Regions from separate parts of the Mus musculus genome. Here region 1 is linked to region 2. A link is a contact called in public promoter capture Hi-C data. All regions are on one chromosome and are shown on one strand. The core of a region is the stretch at or near the end of the contact, and the rest is flanking DNA. Distances in the headings are between cores, read along the strand shown.

Region 1 (2,700 bases), core at 21-2,520, 210 kb after region 2:
CAGGTGAACCCTCAGCCTTTCTCCCATCAAGTAACAGAACCGAGCTGAATCCAGACTGCAACCACTTCCAATAAGTCAGCTTTTGGGAAAGCCACCGATTTTCCGAGCCACAAAGGTCAAGATATCCACTGGATTTGAGACAACCAGTAGCTTGCAGTGTGGACTGTACTTCACATTGTTCGGAATGATGAACTTGAAGATGTTCACGTTTCTCTGTACCAGATTAAGTCAGCTCTCTCCCTCTTGCTGATGGCCCCCGCTGTGATGACCAGCTTGGAGTTTTCAACTACACAATAGTCTTTGCTGGAGATAATTTTTGGTATTTTAAGGAAGAGGCTGCCATGCTGGAGATCCATCATCTCTCCCTTTGGTTTCCATGACGTCAACAAGGGCAAGCTCATCTGCCAAGTCCTTCGTTAAGATACTGATGGCACAAGCCATGCCAACAGTACCAACCCTCAACAACTGTAATCTTGTTCTGGAGGACCTGTTCTTCCTTAAGAAGATTCACAATCAGCTGGTCCTTGAGGGTTGCCACCATCTTGGACTTTGAATCTTTTGAGACCGCTAGTGCACGATGGGGGGGGGGGGGGGTGACGGGCGAGCAGAAGCAGCGTGGCTCAGCGACAGTGGCTCCAGCACCTTTCCCCAGTTATTATTTGATAGGATTTATCATCCAAACTGGGCCGTGCCACTCTTATTCCTGGTACAGAGTCAGTAGAAAAACTACTTCAGTACATGACCCAGCACATTGCTTGCTTTATATCCAGAGTCTACAAAAACCACTCCCGTCTATCCTTTAACCAAGGGCTTACTTGTCGTATTTCACAGATAAAGAAACTGAGTTATAAAAAGCAGGTGGCAGGGTCAAAGCTTGAGTGCAGTCTTCAGTCTCTATCCAGCTTTTTCCTCTCAACCCAGCCCAGGCCATCTGGGAGAGGCAGGAACTCTAATGAAATCTGACTGCTGGCCTTGGGTGTTGGACTCCTTCAGTATGTCTGGAAACAAGGAGGAAACTTACTGACTGGAGCTTCCTACATCAATACTGAATTGACACAGAGAGCTAACTGATAGTGTGTTCCAGTAGCAGAAAGAGGAAATGCATGAGGCAGCTCGATTGTAATTAAGAATGAGTGGAAAACAGGAAAACAAATGGTCTCACAGGCAGGCCAAATATGGTGTTGCTTGGATGAGTTCCTTCCTGCTCTTGGCAAAGTAGTTACCATTCATGCCTCAGAAGGCGCTCAAGATGTCCAGCGCTCCTGGAGGCTCTAACAGTGGGTTCATTGAACAGTTCAACAGTCTGTGGACTGTAGTACGCAAAGCACTGGATAGAGGGGGGCTAGGAGGAGCAGAAGCAGAAATGAATGTAGTAGGCTCCCTGCTTTTGATTTGCTTCTGGCCTCATGGGAAAGACTGTTCTGGTAAACAACTTCTTGGAACATGAGGCAGAATGAAGTAAGCGCCATAACTGAGGGAAAAAGTAAGATCCCCGAGAGCCAGCGGCCAGAGAATGCTTTCCAACAGGGATAATGGAAGCTTCAGGTGGGGAAGAGATTTATTGCAGGCCTCGAAGGACAGTGGAATTTATCTGGAAGAGAACAGGGGGAAAATTCTGGGCTCAAGGCCTAGAGATCACAGGCTTATTTCATATGTTCTAGTTTATTAGGGGACCATGGTAGGGTGAGCAAGCTGTGATCAGCTGGAGCCAAGAGAGGGCCAGGCACAAAGAAGAACAATGGAGAGGTGGCTTTCATGGGCTTATGTTCAGGAACTAGGGAGGAGTTGGCTCTATTCTACTACTCAATTCTCCTTACTGAATCCTTAATGGGAATAGAATTGAATAGAAGCAAATTGGGAAATTAATTAGATCTCTGAGTACCTAGTAAACCTCAGCAGAGGTCTAGGATGAATGCTGACAAGATCAAAGACTAACTTGATTTTAAAATTATACAACAGTGCTCGACTCTTAATCTCTCTGACAAGCTCAGTTCTGTACATAGGCAAAGAATAGCTTGCTCAGGCATGCATATGGAAATATGATATGGATATTCCTCCTGGATTACATTCCTAGCTGTGTGGAGACGTTAAAGGTACAGAAACACAGGTACCTTTAACGAAGTGATCTGATACCAAAGAAAATGTGACATGAACAGTGGTCCAGAAATTTGAGTAATCACAAAGGGTGTTGTGGAAGGGATGGTAGAGGTTTTCATAGCATCAAGAGGGGTTGGAAGCTTCCTGCCTCTATAGACAACAGCGCACAGGAATCCAGAAGCAGATCCAAGAGACACAGCTTATAACAAAGTCTGTAGCTAATAAGGTTAGCAGGGTATATGAGGCAGAAAATGGTAACTGGTAACAGGGCCAAAAAGTTAGTGGGAAATAAAGATCAGGAAAGATGGGAGAAGGAACTCCAGTTCCAGAGGATTCAACTCCCCCTTCTGCTTTCTTAGTGCTCTCTTGAGATCTCATCCTTGGTAAATCTCAGACAATGGCACTTGTATGCAGCAGATCTGGTAGTAACCGGTGTGGGAGTTTGGGAGGAGATGTATCTGCAGCTGTTGGAAGTAGAGTGGGAAGAGGATCTTCAGGTTTTCCTGCTCCCAACTCTTATTAGTAGCAAGAGTGCTTTGCCATTTTATGTGCTATTGTTTATTTGACAGGCATGGTAGCACATGATTGTAACCAATCCTGGAC
Region 2 (2,700 bases), core at 42-2,541:
CAAAGAACAAATGTATATGGTTAGTGGAGTGGTAAGGCAGCTACTTGGTTTCCTAAAATCTCTCTTCTAAGTTGTTGCTATCAGAACAGAATGCCCATTAGATAGCCACAAAGAGCCCCTTGCTAATCTGCCCCAAGAAAGAAAATTCAGTGGGCTGGGAGCCCAGCAGTTTCCTGGAGTTAAAGTTACAGTAATGGCTGAAGTTAGAGCAGGATTTCAAAACAAAACAAAACAAAACAAAACAAACCCCCAAAAACAGAAAGTACAGAAATCTCTCTAAAACCCAGAAGTCTTTGAACTTTAAAGTTGTCAGATACCAATTCTTAAAGAAAACAGAAAGTCATTCTAGGTTTTTATCAGTTTTTTCTCTTCCCTCATTTTCACAGAGAGGTCCAAGACTGTGAGACAGGAATGCATGTGATAACCATCAGCAAGAGATTATAAGCAACACTGGGATTTCCTGGCTTATACAGTTTCTCATCCTGCTAACACCAGGCTGTCTTTGTATTGAAAAGTGATTATACAATTATACTTGGTTGTGGCAACAGAAAGAAATAGTTAGGACTTAGTATCCAGGTTTCCAGACAGAGACTTAAACATAAATAATCCTGTTGATAAGGTACTGCCTAACTGCAGAATTTTCTGAAAAAGGTGAACCTTTAAAGCCACAGTAGCATTTATTGGAGGAGTGAATCTTCCCAGGAATGACCTGGATAAACGCTCTAGCCGACCTGGTAAGGCACCAGCAAATTACTGAAATGGCTTTGTTGCTCTTTAAAAAATTGTAAACATACTCTTGGTATCAACTCAGAGTGGCAGTTAAATTCGTTCTCTAATACACCTATACTGTAACACTGGATACTGTAGTACTTGTGTGCACACATAATCATTGCTAAGCCCATCGTCTGTATCTCTGGTTGGTGTATATTCTGAAACATAAATTTCCAACTTGAGTTTTGTGAGTTTTCTTTTAAGTGTGCCTTTCTGCAATGAAGTTAGCCAGGAAAGAGCTGTAATGTACTGGCCTTGGAAGAATTTTAGAGTTGTTGTTATTGTTCAGGACTTGTGTTACAGTTAAATAAAGATAGGCTTCTATGGCTCTGGCTAGTTTTATGGGTCCCTTCTGTTTGGAAACTCAGGAGCAGTGTTCTTTGGTGTGACTCCTTCCAATAAAACTCATTACTCGCTGTGGGTGTTTCTGTTTCCCAGACGCTTAGATGCCAACCATATTACCTCAGTCCCGGAGGACAGTTTTGAAGGGCTCGTTCAGTTGCGGCATCTGTGGCTGGATGACAACATCTTGACGGAAGTGCCTGTGCGTCCGCTCAGCAACCTGCCAACCCTGCAGGCGCTGACCTTGGCTCTCAACAACATCTCAAGCATCCCCGACTTCGCATTCACCAACCTTTCAAGCTTGGTAGTGCTGTACGTGCTTAACCTTTTTACTCCTGCATATTTGTGTTACTTTGAGGGCAAAATGGGTTTCATGTGACAAGTTACTACAAAAGTGTCCCCCATGATCCTGCTGTTGGACGATTAGTATTTGGGGGAGGTGCCTTTGATAAGATCAAACATACTGATTTCTTGAATAATATCTAGTAGTAGCTATTGAGTTTTTTAAAAACAAGTAGCCACATTTTTAAAATAATTGGGTCATTTATCAAATACTTTTTTTATAACTTGCTTTTGTATAACTTCTGTTTCTGTCCCAACAATAAGTATGTTTATTCAGTATTAAAAAGGAAACTGTTTTGAAGTGCTCAAAGAAATAAGATGTTTGTTATTCCTCCATGGATGTTTTTTATTTTCCCAACTCTTCTACTCAAAACATTTTTGATTTTCTATGCCTTTGACCTTTCAAAACTTCATGAGACATGGTGCAGTCTCGTTTCCTTTAGAATCTATTTCCATCCTAAGTGATGGAAACTCCATAAAGCTGCCTTCTCACCTCAGAGAACTCAACCAATGCTAGGCTTTATATGAAGGAAGGAACTAGCTACTCTAAAATTTTATTTCATATGAACCAAAATCAAGAAATCTTCAATGTGTCACCATTATCTGATTAGATTTCCCCTAATGTTGGTAGTCTGTGTTTAGCGAGTCTGTGTAATAGCCAGCTTTCTGTAGTTGTGTGGAAATACTTAGCTATATCATTGCTTTCAGCCACATCAGTTTAGATATATTAAGGAGCTATAACACTTGTATTTGGTAGGTGTGAATGTCATTTTTGTGCCTTTTCCCCCCATAGGCATCTTCATAACAATAAAATTAAAAGCCTCAGTCAACACTGTTTTGATGGACTAGATAACCTGGAAACCCTGTAAGTACATTTTTATATTTTGTATAATTATATTATGATTAGGACAGTGCAATCTTAAACATAGTGAAGATACAGAGAAGAAGTCATTGCTAAGTATAGCTCATTATTAATTCACTTTAACAAATCAGTTTTTACCATCTAATAACCCACTTGTGAAAAATAATTTCAATTATGATTCAAATTGATATTTAAGTGTGAACTTCAAGCCCTCCCTTTCCACAAATATGTATTAAAAGCTGCTCCATCTGCAAAGATTTATACCTTCTACAAGGTGTTGATAGTGTTAAATTTGTGACAGTTTGGGAACTCTGACATTTCTAAAAACCAGTTCTTTTGGTGATAGTTTCCTACTTATTGTTGGGTTTTCTCCCTGATTTCAG

What was found. Capture Hi-C pulls out chosen DNA fragments and counts their contacts.
Region 1: a promoter capture Hi-C map of adipose tissue shows a contact between it and region 2. The contact joins two enhancer-like sites. A contact is called at or near these places in 2 of 39 promoter capture datasets (embryonic stem cells and liver), 2 of 15 datasets of contacts at CTCF or cohesin (both in the NIH/3T3 cell line), 11 of 484 Hi-C or Micro-C datasets (3T3-L1-derived adipocytes, brown adipocytes, cerebral cortex and 7 more), 4 of 115 datasets of contacts at active chromatin or transcription factors (extraembryonic endoderm stem cells, hepatocytes, pancreatic cancer cells and 1 more) and 3 of 9 other capture datasets (adipose tissue, embryonic stem cells and liver).

What each region holds. Positions count from the first base shown.
Region 1 is chr2:110,209,626-110,212,325 of GRCm38.p6, forward strand. It overlaps the pseudogene Gm13937. Among named protein-coding and RNA genes, the nearest start is that of Gm22997, 7.0 kb to the right of the region's middle. Within about 2 kb of position 1,271, at least 68 of the 459 cell types and tissues checked have an H3K27ac peak or open chromatin away from gene starts, as enhancers often do. A contact at or near this core is called in adipose tissue and muscle stem cells, where this site is marked.
Region 2 is chr2:109,995,345-109,998,044 of GRCm38.p6, forward strand. Lgr4 (leucine-rich repeat-containing G protein-coupled receptor 4) reads left to right here. Exons shown (of 18, transcript NM_172671.2): 5 at 1,210-1,425; 6 at 2,249-2,320. Among named protein-coding and RNA genes, the nearest start is that of Ccdc34, 21 kb to the right of the region's middle. Within about 2 kb of position 1,292, at least 32 of the 459 cell types and tissues checked have an H3K27ac peak or open chromatin away from gene starts, as enhancers often do. A contact at or near this core is called in adipose tissue and muscle stem cells, where this site is marked.